Regions from separate parts of the Mus musculus genome. Here all the other regions are linked to region 1. Evidence: chromatin contacts called from public HiChIP or PLAC-seq data. All regions are on one chromosome and are shown on one strand. The core of a region is the stretch at or near the end of the contact, and the rest is flanking DNA. Distances in the headings are between cores, read along the strand shown. Region 1 has its middle 170 kb from the start of Gm41333. Region 2 has its middle 170 kb from the start of Gm24696. Region 3 has its middle 17 kb from the start of Gm41335. Region 4 overlaps Gm41334 (a long non-coding RNA gene).

Region 1 (2,882 bases), core at 205-2,704:
CTATACATACATACATACATACATACATACACCACACACTAAGTAAATGAATGTATGAATGAATAACATGGAGAAAGAAAGGAAGAGAAAACCCATTTACTGAATAATATATATGAGAGGCATGAGAATTGAACTCTTTTCACCAAGCTCACACAGTCAAGGCTGAATCCACAATGAGACAATGTTTTGAAATAAGGACTTTCAGGAGGTAATTAAGTTTGAGCAAAGTCAACTGGGTCCTGATCTAAGTGAACTACTACTCTTATGCCAAACACCAGAGGAAAGACAATAAGAAAACAAAAGAAGGGCATTGTCTACCCATTAAAAAAAAAAATCCTATAGACACCTTATCTTGAAGATCAAGTTTCAAAAATTGTAAAATAATACATTTTCAAGTTTATGCTAACATATTTATAGAGTTTTATTACACCAGACCTGCACTAACAAAGTGTATGATAGAAATCTTTAGCTGCATAACATGGTCATAGAAAGTGATAGGGGAAAAAAAAGAGAGGTTCATATCAAGATGTCTGCTCAGCAGAAAACCTAAGGACTGGAACATAGGAACCCCATAGTCCCCAGCTGTTCCGTCATCAGAGTTCTTCTAGCACGCAGAGTGAAACTCACACTCGTGGGCTATTTCCACCTAGATCCTGCGGGCTACATATATATTAAAACCAAAGGGTCCCTTTATAGCTGGACTCTGACCAGAATCATTATTCTGTGTTTTATCACCTGCCTAGCAGAGACCCAAGAAATAATGTTCTATGGCTTGTGGCTCAATGGACTCCTCTTGCTTTCCTCATGGCCTTCTCTAGGGATAGCACTCCCTTCACAGCGTGATAAGCTTCTTCTATTTCTTCTCATCCTCCATCAACATTTCCCCCCAAAAAATGTCTCTTGCTCTATTTAACTCTATCTTAGCTCTGCATGAGCTATTCTGAGCGAGCTGAATATAGGGGCTTTGTATAGAAGCTTCCTATTGGGGCTTCTTTTATAATCATCACCTGGATATATTGTCCTAGCAACCTGAAGAGGAAATGTTTTATTCCCATGTTCTAGAACAAGAAAGTAACATGATGGAGAAGAGGGGCTTGTGCCAACATACAACAGCTGGTAATGATGAAGCCACATCCTGTCTTCTAAAGCAAAGCATCCATTTTTGTGCCTGCCTCCAGTACTTAGGAAGACTTCATTCCCCTACCCCTCCAAGCCCTTCTGCCCCTGCTTGTAAGCAGTTCTTTTGAACCTAATGGGGCTCTCATCAGGTTTCTGAAGTCACCTCTGGAGAGGAGGCTGTCAAAGTTTCAACATAAAACCTGAAACATGATCTTTATGGGGAGAAATGAGAAACCTGTTAAGGAAGCTGGGGGGGAGGGGGTACGGTGTAGATGAGCAAGGTGTCCTGCAAGTGGACCCAGCAGGCCAGTCATAACTCAGGAATGCATCGCCTCATTTATCCCCTGACCAGGAGTCCACCGGGAGCTATTGCATAAGATGAGAGCATGGTCACTAGTTACCATGTGACTAGCAATCATAGATGCATGACAAAGCAGAGAGGAATGCAGCATTTGGCACACCGTTTAGAGGACAATAAACAGGTCCTAGTGAACTTGTGCATGCTCAAAAAGCACCCAGCAACTTGGTTAAAATGGGCAAGTCTAGACTATATCTCCTCCCTGTTAGCATGCTTGCTTCTACCCCTGAAAGGTCAAAGAAGGAACTCACTCATTAGTTTTCACTGCTTTAGGACTTAACATACTATTGCTAGAAGAAGCAAGTTAAAATCAAGTCACAAAGAATTTATTTGATCACCTATTGTGCTGTCATGCTGGGTACCAAATACACGATTGAAGTAAGACTTAAGCCTTAGGAAGCTTCACTATCTGAAGATAAACAGTCTCATTAGTAGTGACTAGTGTTTGGCAGGTTAAGGACAAAGGTTCTAGAAGGATCATATCCCAGTAATAATTACTATAGTTGTTGACCTATGAACCTAAGCACTTCCTAGCCTCTCTCAGGTCTTTTGTCTTCTGCCTCCTTCCAAGCCTACTTTCATTCTTATATTGTACTGGCGGAGCACTAACAAAGTCTTTGTCATCTCCTTGATCTAAGCACATACACCCTCATCATGTTTACATTCCCATCTCTAACTGGTTTCCAATGCATGGTCTTTACTGACAGTAAGTGTTCTAAAATAAACCATAATGTAGTAGAATGTACTACTATGACTGAGTAAAATCTTAGCTGGTTTTCTTTCTTTTCCTTTTTTAATGTTTTTAAGAGTCTTACATAACACATGTTGGTGTCAAATTCACTGTGCAACAGAGGTGATACTCAAACTCCTGATCCTCTTGCCTTTATCTTCCAGGTGCTAGAATTCTACGTGTGTGCTTACTGTGCTTAGCTAATTAAAAGCCCCCATTATCCTGACTGTACAGGTAAGGAAAGTAGACATATACAGACTTCTTACATTACTCAGCATCATGCTCCAAGAAGTCCAAACTTTAGGTCATTTCACTCCTAATGGAACCCAGAAAACAATGACTGAAGGTATGACTGTACAAGGCCAGACTATAGACTGGAAAATGTGCCTCTTTAGCAGTAGGATTATTTTGAGCTTGTTATTTTAAAGCATATAGACATGAGAGTAGTTCTTTAAAAAGTAGCTGCCTTCTTATAAGAAGAGCCACATCTATAGAGGAAGTTAACTTTGAGAGAGACTCCCTCTTACCAGGAAAAAAAAAAGACCCATTAAATAAATCACTGAAGAATGAGAAATTGGAAAAGGCATGGAGTGTGAGCTGCAGAGCACAACTAAGCTTTGTTTGAGGGGCTTTTCCTACCCATCTTGCTATGAAGAACTTTGCTTTTTTTCCAGA
Region 2 (2,882 bases), core at 258-2,757, 970 kb after region 1:
CTTCAGACTATATAATGTTCCTTTTACTTATGCTTTTAAGGTTGATCAGTTGGTGTTGGATAACCAATTAGTGTGTTCTTCCCTGAGAAAGATCATCTCTCCCACTCCTAGCTTTGCTCACTTATCAATAGTTCCTTGTTTAGGGCAGAGACCTCAGGGACTCCATCCACTTTGAAAGTCCATTGCTATCATCTTTGTCCATCCTTGTTCATTTCACATTGGACAGTCAGGTTGGTTAGATCTTTTGAGTGTAGCTTCTGATGTTGCTAGGAGATAGCACCTCACAGCCAATAAGGGAGTGATTCCAGTTCAGATGTGGGGAGCAAACTCAGAAAGCAAAGCAGGGGACATAGAGAACAGTTACACACAAAGGACGAATGTCCTGACACAGGAAGTGGCACAGTAGAAATAGTACGAGTGAAAAAAATGTCTCTTCAAAAAGACTGTTAAATAAAATTAATGATGGTGATCTGGCTGGAAGGAGACAATGCTGTTCTACAAGAGAAGAATGGAACCTCTTTCATTTAAGCACTGCCTGCCTATGTTTCTGAGTGCCATCTGATACACTACCAGTGTGAAATGGTTCCAAAGAGCAACCACCAAATCTATTCAGGACATTGATAGATTAATAGATTAATAGAAACTATCTAAGATATTACATAAAAGTTTTTCATATTCTGAGATGCAGAAATTATTAGGAGTAAAGATGGCCTGCATGCTTTTTTTTTTAATCTGACCACAAAGCAGTTAATGTGTGGTTAGCTCTGAGGTCTCACATCTGAGCTATTGTTGAGACAAGTTAATTTCTCCTGTTTCTAGAACATTCCTGTAAGTTCTTCTTCAGTCTCAAATACAGGGCAAAATGAAAGCCAAACAAAACAACAAACAAACAACAACAAAACCAAAAACCTAAAACAAAGAAAATCAGTTTCTCGTCTTGAAGAAGAAGCCAGCACTGAACTCTACAGGGTTCAGTGAATCTATGTGTATCAGACACAGCTGAACATAAATTATCTATTAACTTTTGATATAATCCTGATTTTTCCAACGGTGTGATAACTCACAGCAGTCCTCTACTACATTGCCAGAATCACACAGCCAATAAACATCAGAACAGGATATAACCCCAGCCCATCTATCTGAGCCACCCATGCATTTAAAGAGCCTGCCTCATCATGTCCTAACACAGGACAAGCATGCTGCCTCTTCTGTATGTCCTTTTTCCATGTCCCACCTTCACATTCAGTGCTGGCCCAGAACTTGTGGTATTACATTAAGATACGGCCAGGAAGGGTCATAGGTGAGAGAAGAGCAATCCCACACCTACCCGTTTCTACAGCTGCACTGTTTCTTCCTTCAGATGAAGTTCGTGCTGTTATATAAAAGGAATGTTACCCAAATGCCTCCAGCATGAGTTTCCTTTTAAAGGAGAAATAGAAGAATGAGGCGTTTGGTTTTCCTTTGTTTGCCTGTAGCACCTATGTTAAGAATTTGTCCTTAAACCATGACTCACTCATTCTTGGAGCGAAGTACAAGGAAGTGAACAGATATAATACTTCTGTGAGATGTGGGCTTGAGCTTGTGTGGGAAAGATTGAACTGGGACCGTTAAGGCAACGTTTCATTCAAAACCCACCAATCCACCCCACCCTGCCCCTTCCCCAACAGTTCCCAACATGACTGTTGTTCCAGAAGGCCCATTTTCGGTCTTGCATGACTATCAAATATTCAGACAAGTGATATCTAGTTCCTTTGTATGTGGTTGCTTGCTGGATTGTTAAGGTTTATAATTATTAACTGAATCATTGGCTAGTTGTTCAGTAGGCAGTTGGATTGGGAATAGTTATTTACAGAACAAAAGCAGATGGCAGGACAAGTAGTTTAGATAGAGTGCAGGGTATATAAGCTTGAAAAGTATTGAGTTTTTGCAGATGGCATGGCATTAAGCTTTCAACTTAACCCACTGCATTTTAATTCCCTCGCTCTATAAGTGCATATGCTACCGGTAGAAAAGATCCTGTTAGAATACCAAGATCCCAGTTCTCAGTATATCAAGAACCATTCTAGAAAGTGACCCATTTGGGCAACTCCTAGCCCCCGACCTCTTCATCGCCAGCAATGTGGCTGCCTAGAAACTTCTCAGTGTAATTCACTGGCAACAGGGAGTTCCATGAATACCAGTGAGTCATCCTGCTGGCTACTGTGATCCACAAGTGGGATGCCTAGGTGCTCAGGATGTTTGCTTTGGAAGGAACTCACCCAAAGAATTTCTTTCCTTTGCATGAGACAATGAAGAGTGGGAAGTCACTCTGGGTGTGATTGTTTATCTCTCTTCTTTTATATCCATTGTTTAATTCCTGTGAAAATGCAAGTCCTGAAGCAATGAAAATTTAAGAATTTAGGAGGACCCTATAGAGAACAAAAATTTCAGTTGCCTGTGCTTATCCACTCATGAGGTCCTAATGTTCATTAAAAAACAAAAAAACAAACAAAAAAAAAACAAAGAAAGAAAGAAAAGAGAAGAGAAGAGAAAAGAAGAGAAGAGAAGAAAAGAAAAAGGCATCCTGAACTTCCTGCAAATTCTTGGCTTACACTGGAAATCAGTGTTATCACCCAATAGTGCCTGGTTATCAAAATGATACAACCCATGAATACTTCAATACCCTCCTGATTTCTGAATCAAGACTCAACAATACCACTCCCACTTGCACCACCGTCACGACCACCATCAGTACTACCACCACAAAAACCTATCACCAAGTAACATGTAAGTACCAAGTAACACAATAGCCAAAGGGAAATAGTTCAGACACAATTCTTTTATGTAGCAAAATGATTGGTGTGTCTTACTCTGTGGCTCAAGACTATCAGGGAAGTAAACTA
Region 3 (2,882 bases), core at 114-2,613, 840 kb before region 1:
AAGCATACTAAGAGAAAACCCTTGATAAGGATGCCAATCCAATCATCCAGTAGAGATCCAATCATCCAGTGAGTGCTTCAAGGAGATAACCACTATTCTTCTCGAATATTCAAGAGTTGGAAAGTTTTGCAAATACATGCTTGCCAAGATTTCCTGAGGAGTGTAAACTTTCAGAATTAGTGTCTCAAAGTAAGTTCTAAAAGCTGTATCATCCAAGAACTGGACCTGAAGCTAGCTAGAACAGTGAGTTCTCAACCTTCCGAATGCAGTGACCCTTTAAATAAAGTTCCTCATGTCGTGGTGACCCTCAAACGTAATTTTGCTACTGTTATGACTAGCAGTATAGATATTGGTCTTTGGGGGTCATGACCTACAGGTTGAGAGTCATTGAGCTGGAAGGAGAAGGCTGGGGAGGGTGTAGAATAAATAATTCCTTACCTTTGAATCTTAGCAGTTTACTTAGAAGCAAAGGCTCATGGTTGTGTATTGACAGAGGGCCACCTATAGAATTCTAACCTGGAGATGAGCCCATGATTTGTACATGGTAGAAGATCTCCATTTTGGCTCAGTAGTACTGGCTCTCTGCTCCAGAAGCCTCTGTTTCTATTTTATAAAAGTGGTTTCCCAGGTTTAAGACTTATCTGAATCAATGGGAGAGCTCAATAAACCAACTGCACCTTCTCATTCAGTGCATTGAGGCTAGAGCTTGCAAACTTTCCTACCCCAGTGCTGTTCTTGCCTCTGCTTTCACCTTTTAGGAGACTACTCTCTGGGAACCATTGCTCTAACAGGGGCTTCTGGTTCAATACCATAAGCCTTTGTTTATATGTCTAGCTTCTCCTTGCTTATCTTTGTTTTACCCCCACCTAACCCACCATGGGTTTCTTGATAAAATTTTACTGAGGAAATGCATTGAAAGAAATATTAGTTTTCTAGAAGTTCAAAGAGGGGAAAGAAATCATGGGAATCTTTCAGAAGAGAAATCCTGTGTTGTCACCTTTCACATAGCTGGAAGCATGACTCATGCAAAGACATGCCTATCTTTGCTGAAAAGCAAACACAGACACACCAGTTTTGTGTGTCCTGGAATGTGCATCAGAGACGTCTCCTTATCACCTCTTCCTCATTCTTTTTCTGTCTCTTTAAATAGATGGTCACCACCACTTCATGCAAGGAAAGTATTATTTAGAGTGTGGAATGCAATTTGCTTCTTCCCAGAGTTAGTTCCCTTCGGACTGTCTTTGGATGAACTTTGCAGTCTTCACTGAAGGGGGAACCCTTTCCCACTGTTCTCTGGGAGAGCCACGGCTTTGAAGTCACAGCTGGCTTGACTAAACTCATTTCCTCCCTCCACAATGTGCCTCTGATGCAGTGTTGGCTGAGGCTCCCCCTTGCCGGCTCCTGCTATTGAACCAGACCCAAGTGCAATGTTTAATGTGAGTGTTTGGCTTGGCTTGAATTTGGCCAAATCATCTGTACTTCGTTTCATTTGAAAGCTCTACTTTTTTTTTCCCTCCCCGTTTCTCTCTCAAATAGTTCATTCCAGATGTTTTTGATTTGTCTTTCTGTGGTCCACTCCACCCAGTTCCTAAATCAGTAAATCATTTTCATGCTTCTTCCAAAATCTAAGCAAAGAGAAGTGCTCAATTAGAAAGAGCAACTGATTATTGGTTCCTTAGGCTTCAGTGTGGCTCTTTTCTTCAGGAACTACATTTCCAAGGTAGGAGAGAATGTGACAGAACATGTAGATTCCAAATTCCTAGCATTCAGGATCAGAGAGTATGCACAATAGGGATGTGTACATAATATGAACATCCAATTTTATTGCCTAGTTCAAGGCTTGATAGCACTGTTCTTGTTTGAATGCTTTCTGTGACTCAAGTGCACATGGAGACACCCATTCTATGAGCTTATGTGTATCCTTACATGACAGAAATACTAACTAATCAAGATCCCAGCAATTTTCTCATGGTGATGGAGGCAAGGGTAAACAGATGGAGCTAAGATGCAGGGAATGGTTATTTTATTGTCATTATAAGGAGTGAGGGCCTTATGAGAAAGTCCCATATCTGACAGATTAGGGAAGCTAGAAGGAGAAAAATTGCACACATTCAGAGTTTCTCAGAGTTTAAGAATTTACAAAGAAACTCTTGGATGCAACTAGGTGATAAAGTCAGATGAAATATGGGGAAAATGCTGTAAGGTGCTGGAGAAATGGATAGGTCAGCAGTTTAGAGCACTGGCTACTCTTACAGAGGACTCAGGTTCAATTCCCAGCACCTACGTAGTAACTCACAAATGTTTGTAATTAGAATTTTGTGGATATGACTCCTGACTTCAATGAGCACCAGACATAATGTCATAATGTACTACACATGCACACACACACACACATACATCACACACACATATATCACACACACACATCACACACACAGAAAAAAATTACATACAGGCAAATCACTCATACACATAAACTAAATAAATAAGTTAAATAAATAACTACCTAAATAAGATTTCTTTAAATAGTTTTAAGAAATTTTGATGTGATGTGAATGAAATTTCTCTGACAAATTTACAAATGACTCCAGTGAAGACCTACGTGCCCTCTAAAATCTTTCCTAAAGATGATGTAAGTTCTCTTTTGAACTTGATGTTAATATGAGACTTACTGTTCAGAGTACACCAATAATAGTTTATGCTACTTATTTTATTTCATGCTTTTATTCATTTATTTACCATATGACACCAGATTATAAAAGTATGCAAATAGCTTTTAGAGGTATACATATGCTTATTTATATATTAATTTAGAAAAGAAAGTTCTAGTTATTTATAGAATAATATATTTATTTAGGATAGCAATTTTAACTTGTACGTAC
Region 4 (2,882 bases), core at 125-2,624, 570 kb before region 1:
AAAATTCTTTTCATCCTTAAGGTTGCTTTTGGCCACAGCAACAAGAAAAGTGTCTAATAATATAGTATTTTATATTATATTTGTGGTAGAGGTATTGAAAATGTACATTTAAGAACAACAAAAACAAATAAAAACAAACAAACAAAGAACAGGACAATGGGTTAAGCCCTGACACAAGTTCAAACCTCTGTAATTGAATCTTTATTTCATATTATATAGCATAGATTTTTCTGATATAAAAGAGGAAATAAACGTCTTAAATGATGTTCTAATTACTGTATCTTACAGACCTCAAGAGTGGCAGATCACCAAGCAATAAGCACACTTATTTGGAGTCATTGCCTCCTCACCAAATATGTAAGGTGTATTGATCAAAAATAGACAGAATAAACCGATAAGTGAGGAGCTCACAGGATTTCCTAGTGTATGTGCTAGATCATCTATTTCCTCTTGCATGTTACTGAATAAAAGGCTATTTTCAGTCAGGAGAAACAATGACACAAAATACCACTGCCTCCATTTGCAAGAGACTTTGTAAGTGCCTTACAGGAAGTTAGTCATGGCCCTTGAATGGTGTGTAAGAGCACTTGCACTGTTAAATCGCATGCTTACTTCAGGATTCTGGAATCTTCCCAAACTGTTTGCTTACCTTTGGCTGAATTTTCTGACTAGATGGAAGGGGCTTTCCAATGATTTGCCACACAGGGCTTATCTTGAATTGTGTAACAGGCAGTACAGGGACTAGGCAACTGTTTGAGATCGAGAAATGACTATGTACATTATCAACAATTGTTTGTAGAGATAGAGGGAAGGGTTGTTAACTTCCTTTGGAAAACAAATCTTTTGCTAATTACTATGCTATCTGGCTTGTAGACAGATGAATAGAGAAAAAAGTCACAAAATGTTATGTTTTTAATTCTGGCCATTTGATATAACACTACCTCTCCCTATGAAAATTCTCCGGACTCTGTCCTAGAATAGCATTTTACTTGAGGAAACAGTGTAGTATTTTGAGACAAGAAGACATACAGCAATCCTGGACTCATTTAAATTGACTAATATGCTTTTGTTTTTCTGAGCATGTGTTTGTTCAGGTTTCAAATGGAGGGACCATGATCCCATAAAATACAGGGATGTTATAAAGGTCAAGAAAGACAATATCTATAAAAGGGGCTACTGGTCAAGAACTGAGTCAGATAGGAATCTCTGTTGTTATTGTGTTAGTTATTCAGTTAAGAAATTTTGCCTGCTTCATAGTAGAATTTGTGATCTACATCTAAGACTTTGCAAAAGAAAGTAAGTATCTTGAGGTTAGGACTTAGTCATCTCCTAACCCCTCAAAGTCTAGTGAAACTTGTGTAAATCTCCTACTTTTCTCCCAGAAACAAATCCTGTTGAGGACACTCCCCTCTTGACATCTCCTTAGTAAAGAACACTCACACAGCAGGGGTGAATGCACTTTAGAAAAGACTTCAGCTCATTCTGCACTAGGACTCTGAAATTTAATTTTAGCCACAGTGTTGATGGAACAGATCACAGAGCTTGGGCCACTCTTCAGTGGAAATGAAATTGGAGAAGGGCATGGAGCCAAAAATAAGGGCCTTTCTGTCTAGTGTTTGGGGACATGGACTTGAGAATTTCAAGTGGCCACCAGTCCCTCCCTCACTGCCAACACTGCACAACTCTTGGCTGAAACCTCACTAGGACATGAGGGTCTTGCTATAGGAAAAGAGAGTTCCTTTTTACTGACACCAAGCTCAGCAGAAAGGAATGCACTTCAAATAGCCCTGTTTGCTCAGTAACCACATTTGGGCTTCATGGTCTTTGGAGCCCTGCTCTCTTTGTAATTGACACACATCGGGAGCCGGCTGCTGATAGCAAAGACAGTGAGTTTGGTTTAGAGTAGGGCCTCATGTAGAATGCTATTAGCTGACCCTGCCCAGGATGTCTTCTTATCCTAATGAGAGAGGAGTGCTAAGGAGGAAGAAATAGTTGTCTATGACAAATGTAGTACTTTCCTGTTTTCTGTATTGCTACATACTATATAGTTTCTCAAAACCTTGTTGGAAATGCTTTTGTCAGAATCATGAATATCAGAGATTATTACCTGGGTCCTATTTGTAACAGTACACTTACTGCTAGTAAAAATGGTAGCTTCTTATAACTTACACCTTAAATTCTCTCACTTAAAATCCTCATAACGTGCCCAGTGTGGTGGCTTAAGCCTTTAATCCCAGCACTTTGGAGGCAAAGGCAGGCGGATTTCGGAGTTCAAGGTCAGCCTGGTCTACAAAGTGAGTTCCAGGACAGCCAGGGCTATACAGAGAAACCCTGTCTTGAAAAACCAAAAAAAAAAAAATCTTCATAAGACTCATCCACGGACTGACTCCCATCATTCTACATTAGCAAGAACCAAAGATTCAGATCTTCATGTTAAATTTCCCAAATAACCTTATGATGTTCATATAGTTCAAATTTTCAGTTCAGAATCTATGGATTTAAAATACTTCCTGAACTGGTTTATTGTAGTTATCTTACCATTAACCTCAACAAATGATCTGATGATACCATAGCATACACATTGTCCCAATGGTTATTCAACTGCCAAATGTAGGATGACTGACTAAGAATCTAAGCTTCGCATTCAGGAAGAAAAAGGACATCTCTAGCTGCATATGTTTCAAAAGATGGCCTAGTCAGCCATCACTGGAAAGAGAGGCCCTTTGGACTCGCAAACTTTATATGCCCCAGTACAGGGGAACGCCAGGGCCAAAAAGGGGGAGTGGGTGGGTAGGGGATTGGGGGGGTGGGCATGGGGGACTTTTGGGATAGCATTGGAAATGTAAACGAGGAAAATACCTAATTAAAAAAAAAAGGAAAAA

What was found. HiChIP or PLAC-seq counts read pairs in DNA pulled down with a chosen protein or histone mark.
Region 2: a contact with region 1 is called in a FOXA1 HiChIP or PLAC-seq map of pancreatic cancer cells. The contact joins two enhancer-like sites. A contact is called at or near these places in 1 of 115 datasets of contacts at active chromatin or transcription factors (pancreatic cancer cells) and 1 of 9 other capture datasets (embryonic stem cells).
Region 3: an H3K27ac HiChIP or PLAC-seq map of the NIH/3T3 cell line shows a contact between it and region 1, with 9 times the contacts expected there. The contact joins two enhancer-like sites. A contact is called at or near these places in 1 of 15 datasets of contacts at CTCF or cohesin (the NIH/3T3 cell line) and 2 of 115 datasets of contacts at active chromatin or transcription factors (the NIH/3T3 cell line and vascular smooth muscle cells).
Region 4: a contact with region 1 is called in a CTCF HiChIP or PLAC-seq map of the NIH/3T3 cell line, with 6 read pairs. The contact joins two enhancer-like sites. A contact is called at or near these places in 1 of 15 datasets of contacts at CTCF or cohesin (the NIH/3T3 cell line), 2 of 115 datasets of contacts at active chromatin or transcription factors (cardiomyocytes and pancreatic cancer cells) and 1 of 9 other capture datasets (embryonic tail).

Annotation. Positions count from the first base shown.
Region 1 is chr15:62,499,778-62,502,659 of GRCm38.p6, reverse strand. No RefSeq gene overlaps it. Among named protein-coding and RNA genes, the nearest start is that of Gm41333, 170 kb to the left of the region's middle. Within about 2 kb of position 1,454, at least 61 of the 459 cell types and tissues checked have an H3K27ac peak or open chromatin away from gene starts, as enhancers often do. A contact at or near this core is called in the NIH/3T3 cell line and pancreatic cancer cells, where this site is marked.
Region 2 is chr15:61,531,561-61,534,442 of GRCm38.p6, reverse strand. No RefSeq gene overlaps it. Among named protein-coding and RNA genes, the nearest start is that of Gm24696, 170 kb to the right of the region's middle. Within about 2 kb of position 1,507, at least 64 of the 459 cell types and tissues checked have an H3K27ac peak or open chromatin away from gene starts, as enhancers often do. A contact at or near this core is called in pancreatic cancer cells, where this site is marked.
Region 3 is chr15:63,339,047-63,341,928 of GRCm38.p6, reverse strand. No RefSeq gene overlaps it. Among named protein-coding and RNA genes, the nearest start is that of Gm41335, 17 kb to the left of the region's middle. Within about 2 kb of position 1,363, at least 70 of the 459 cell types and tissues checked have an H3K27ac peak or open chromatin away from gene starts, as enhancers often do. A contact at or near this core is called in the NIH/3T3 cell line, where this site is marked.
Region 4 is chr15:63,065,028-63,067,909 of GRCm38.p6, reverse strand. It overlaps Gm41334 (a long non-coding RNA gene), which reads left to right. Exons shown (of 3, transcript XR_875378.1): 3 at 289-410. Among named protein-coding and RNA genes, the nearest start is that of Gm41334, 4.3 kb to the left of the region's middle. RefSeq lists an enhancer at 299-2,208. Within about 2 kb of position 1,374, at least 43 of the 459 cell types and tissues checked have an H3K27ac peak or open chromatin away from gene starts, as enhancers often do. A contact at or near this core is called in the NIH/3T3 cell line and pancreatic cancer cells, where this site is marked.